2 separate regions of the Rattus norvegicus genome follow, and region 2 is linked to region 1. Evidence: chromatin contacts called from public Hi-C data. All regions are on one chromosome and are shown on one strand. The core of a region is the stretch at or near the end of the contact, and the rest is flanking DNA. Distances in the headings are between cores, read along the strand shown.

The links. A called contact is a pair of places that touch in the nucleus more often than the background predicts.
Region 2: a Hi-C map of the A7r5 cell line shows a contact between it and region 1, with 6 times the contacts expected there. The contact joins the promoter of Gbp2 here to the promoter of Pdlim5 in region 1. A contact is called at or near these places in 2 of 12 Hi-C or Micro-C datasets (the A7r5 cell line and mammary epithelial cells).

The regions. Positions count from the first base shown.
Region 1 is chr2:233,792,143-233,794,799 of GRCr8, forward strand. It overlaps Pdlim5 (PDZ and LIM domain 5), which reads right to left and starts at 1,334. Exons shown (of 13, transcript NM_053326.1): 1 at 1,302-1,334.
Region 2 is chr2:234,004,406-234,007,062 of GRCr8, forward strand. It overlaps Gbp2 (guanylate binding protein 2), which reads left to right and starts at 1,322. Exons shown (of 11, transcript NM_133624.2): 1 at 1,322-1,477.

The DNA of each region.
Region 1 (2,657 bases), core at 84-2,583:
TCCTGATTTCTCCCATTTGTTATTAACATTTCTAGTACTAGTCAAGTCAGCCAAACCGCAACACCAGTCTCTTCCCTAAACTCCCTTTCCGCTAGCTTCACTTGGAATTCATTTGTCTTAAAATATTCTGATCCTTAAGCAAGGGCAGAATTGTCATTGGCCTTTTCCAAGTCTCCCCCATGTGGTTATTAGTGCCCAAACGCTAAAATACCAACCAAGCAGGCAGGAAATAACAGCTTATTCTGCTTTCAAACATGTAAAAAACGTTGGAATTTCTGTAGAGTTTTGGATTTTCTTTTAGGGGCAGTCTAAATAATGCCTTCCATCTACTGCTGGTGAGGGACGCTAAAAGTGGTTTCCCACACTTCAGTGTCAGCTTCTTTGGTGTGCGTAACGGGGCAGACCTACTGTGGTGAGTGGTAAGCCCTTCAATTAAGACTACCTAGAGATTCTTTCTCTCCTCCTGAGATAGAATGGTGGGCGGACTAAAGAGCTAAGGCTTAGGATGAAAGAGGATGAGACGTTTCCCAGCTAGGGTTCACGCCTAGCCAAGTTGGCCAAATAAGGTTCCCCAGCTAGCAGTTTCCGTAGCAGGCGGGTTCAGACGTCCTCGGGTCAAGAAGGCGGACCTGGGATAGGATCCGGCGATCACACCCTAGACCTGCCCAGCCCAGTCACGAATTTTCTTTCCAAGTTCTGCCCAGTCCATACGCCCTTCCTTTTTCCACTCATTGTCAAACGCCGCTGAAGCACAATCTGGCCAAAGCCCCAAAAAGTCCACCAGTTTCATAAAACTGGCGACCGCGACCGATCTAAGTGGCCTTTCATTCTAGACGCACCGACCTGTAACCCTAACAGGTTACACAACGGCAAATATTTCACGGAGGAGAAAATAAACGCTTCTCCGTAGCCCGGGAGCCAGCAAACAAAATAGCGCCGCTTTCCCGTGCAGGCGCACATTCTCCGCTCGCCAGAGCCTCCCAGGGGGCTGGCGCGCCCCAGGCCGAGGTGCTGCCCTTCGCCCCCCGCGGTCGGGCTCCGCGGGCGCCCCCTGGTGCGTCCGGCTCTCCCGAGCGCCGGTCCCGGAGAGTCCCGGCTCTGGACGCTGACCCGCGGCGCGCCGCCCTGCCCCGCACTTCTCACACCTCCGCGCGCACCGGGAGCACCTGAGGAGCCGCGGCTCTGAGGAAACGCGCACCCCGTCCTCCTCCCGTCCTGCGCCCCTCCACGCGCCGCACCCCGTCACCCGTTTCTCCCATCGCGGAGGAGGACGTGCTCCGCCGCCGCCCGCGGTCACTCACCTCCGGACCCGCGCGGCGCACCCTCCGCCTCAGACCAGCGCTGACAAGTGGCTCGCGGTGCCTGCGCCGTCCCTCTCAAGCCGGTGGGGAACTTCCGCCTCCGCGCTCGACCCGCCCCGCGCCCAAGGCTGGGCACGCCCCTTCTCTGATGGCCACACCCCCTGGTCCGGGCTGGGCGGGGCCGCACTGCTGCTGGCTTTGAAGGCAATGGAGTCTCCGGGTTGTACGCGGGGACTTGCTGGGGCCGGCTGTAGCCGCCTCAAAAACAATTCCCCGAGTGGAGTTTCGGTGGGCGTAGTCTCCGGGGTGTAGTCTTGGAGTGGTACCCGGCAAAGATCTAGCCTTCCGCTTCTCTGTTTTGTATTTAGGCGCTTTTCACTCCCGCAGAAACTTGAATTGACCCGCAGTTGGTCTGGCTAAAAATAGAAAAGGGCTTTAGCTAAATCTCTGTCTGTCGGAGCGAGTTCAGCGACTACCGCCTGCTTTTGTGAAAGACCTCTGTATACTCTCGAGAAGTGCAAACTCTGAAGTTTGCTTGTCAGGAAGGTGAAAATCGCTAACCCTAATATGCAGAAGTTAAATCTGTCGTCAAGCTAAAAGACAGCCACACAAAGCAGTAGGCAAAGTGATTCAGCCACCGATCCTCGGCTTACTTTTCTAATTCCAAATCAACAGCACGTTTACCTACTTCTGTAAAGTTGTTTGATTTTGCCCAAAGAATTTTTATTCACAAGCAAACTTTGGTAAAGTTTAGTGAACATTCCAAAAGAAACGTGCAGTTTTCTCTAACTCTTTGAATTGGCTTTTAAAATACTAAAAGCACAAGTGTTAACCAAGTGGCGTAGCAAACAAAAATAAACCTCAACAGAGGTCCCTCTAGAGGTACAAAGTCTGCCCTAGAGGTGCAAGCAAAATTCTAGAGTAGGTCCAAAGCTGTTGAAATAGTAGCCACTGGCCAGGAGTGACTATTTATCATTGGAAATGTTGATACTGAGATTTTTTTTTGGTTCTTTTTTTTCAGAGCTGGGGACCGAACCCAGGAGATTTTTTTTTTAGAGTTAAAATTTAGCTCACTGTAAAAACCTTTTATATTATCCTTATGAATCTAAATTTATACATATGAATAGGATAGGATTTCTAATAACTATAAGTTTCATTAGGACTACATTTCACTGTACTGTGGCCAACTTGACATAAATGTACCGGGTTTTTTTAAACTTTGTGAATTTAAAAAATAAGTATGTTGATTACATGTTGATATTATCTGCTTATTTACAACATTGTTAAAATTTATTTTCCTGTTTTAATGTATATACTAGGATGTGACTTGCCTATTTTGTTGGACAGTTTTTGATT
Region 2 (2,657 bases), core at 72-2,571, 210 kb after region 1:
ATACACTAACTTATAGACGAGCAGTGGGTGGTATCATGTTTCTGTAGCATACTTTTGAGTGCATGCTGGTATCATGTGTGCTTGTAGAAAGAGCTCAACACTTGTACCCAGAAAATTTTGAGTCTGGCCTATTGTCTGATTTATTTTAGGTCCAAGGAAGGTTTTAAGTACCAGTCAGTGGGTAGACCAGCCTGAGAGTTAATTAGATGCCTTCAGAACTTCAAAGCACAGTTTTTGGACACTGTTCACAGCCACAGTGCCAGTGACTCCTCAACTCCATGGCCATTCCAAGCCTGAGTTCAGAGACTCACAGACCTCTGTTTCAGAATTTTAGAGCAATAGTGGCTTCCCTCAGCCTCTGAGAGAAGTAATTTACACTCAGTAGTTTAGGGGTCAGGGCTCTGACTCACTTCTTTCTAAGGAAACACACTGCAAAACAAGACTGGAAACCCCGCCCCTTTAAGCTTAGAAACCAAAAAAGTATCCCTTTTGTTTACCCTTAAAACTTTACTGACTGAGGAACATTTAAGAGATGCTGACATTGTTTGGGGAGTGTATATAATGTTAACGGAGATTATTCTAGTCCAAAAGGCAAATGAAGGAACAAAGGAGTCAGCTGATTTCCCAGCATTTGTTTAAAGGAACTCAGGTTCACTTTCACTTTCAGTGATACTTTTTCCTCTCTCCTTTCCTCTTTTTCCTTCCTTCTTCCCTCATTGCTCTTTTTTTTTTTTTTGGTTCTTTTTTTCGGAGCTGGGGACCGAACCCAGGGCCTTGCGCTTCCTAGGCAAGCGCTCTACCACTGAGCTAAATCCCCAGCCCCTCCTCATTGCTCTTTCTAATTCTAACCCCTTTCTTCCCATCTTCACTCTTTCACAGTACAGAGAAATGGTCTTGAAACCATTCAGGTCCTCTTCCGAATTGTACAATCTCTTGGTAACTGCCCAGCTCAGTGGGGCTTGCAACTTCCCAAAACACTAATGCACAGACAAAAAAGGACCTAAACTAAGGTAACCACCCCGTCTTCAGTAAGGGATTTTGGAACCACACCCTCTTCAGTAAGGGATTTTGGAACCACACCCTCTTCAGTAAGCGATTTCAGAGCCACACCCTCTTCAGTAAGCCATCACCTTGGATTGTAAACACCTGTGAGAACTGTGGTGGAAAACTGCACCACTTGGCAGTTTCTACTTGAGAAATCCCTGAGCCCTTCTCTGAGGAGCAAACCCCTCACTCCCCCCATTGTGGTTGAGTCATCCTTCTAACCCAACCCATTAGGAAGTTTTTTAGTTTCACTTTCATTGTCTTAAGCGTTTCTCTATAAAAGATCTAACTCTTCACAAGTTCTCTGGAGACAATTTGGAACTTCCTAGGTTATGACAGGGTTTTTGCCACAGAGCCCGTGAAAAAGGACAGAGTGATCAGCAGCCTGACCCTGAACCTGTCAGGCATTCTTCTCTAAAGAATTTCGTTTAAGGTAAGACAGAGGCAGGGGTGGAAAAGCATTTAGTAGACTGCTGGTTGGAGGCTGAATGTGAGTGGGGGCTGGTCTGGTTGACAGAGGTAGCCTTTCCCCTAATGTCCATGGCAAAATAAAGTCTGCTTAAGAAGACTCCACACTGAAGGCATACGTGTTTTAAGGTTCATATTGCTTTTTTTTTTTAAAGATTATCTTTACTGTCTAATGAAACTCAGACAGAATCCCTGAACTTGTTTTCAGTGTCTACCAGTGTAAAAAGCGACAGTTCTCCCGTTGGTAATCTATGGAGCTATAAAATCTTTGTGTATATTATTTTGAATATATCTATATCTATACAAAATTTGCTCCTTGAGAACATCATGTATGTCATGTGGTTTTGATTGTATATATTCCCTACTCTTTTCTTCATCTCCTCCTACCCATCCCCCACTTGATTGCTACCCAGTTTCATGTCCTATTGAGTCCTTACTGCAGCTCATTCAGGTGTGGGCATAAGGCCACCTAGTGGAGTTTGGGTAACTTACCAGGGGCCATATCACTGAAGAAAAGCAACCCTATCTTTTCTAGCAGCTATTACCTGCCAAATACCACCCAAGTTATGCTTGGGGCTTCCTGAGCCTCTCACATATCTATGGTGGAATTTTGACTGCTGGATATTATGCAGGCTTTCTTATTTCTTCTTCTTTTTTTGTTTTGTTTTGTTTTGTTTTGTTTTGTTTTTCAAGATAGTGTAGCCCTGACTGTCCTGGGAATCACTGTGTAGACTAAGCTGTCCTCAAACTCAAAGATCTGTGTGCCTCTGCTTCCCCAGTGCTGGGTTTAAGGCATGTGGCAACAACCATCCAGCTTTATGTGGGTTTTCTATAGGCAGCCACAGCGGCTGTGACTACATAAGTTCAAAGACTTCATGAGTTCATGTTCCAGAAGAACTGCTTCATCTCGAAGCAATGAATACACACCATGTGATATTTTTGCTATAACTACCATTGTGTACTGGAAGGAGCCAAAGCTTTGGGAGGAATCTCAACTCTAGGGCAACATAGGAAAGATATGAGCTGGAAGACTCTGTGGTAGCAGAAAGTACCATGGCACTGGGAATGTCATGGAAGTCTGCCAGGCAAGCACAGGATGCAGCTGAAGGAGCCTCAGTGAACACAGGGAACCAGCCAGGCAATAA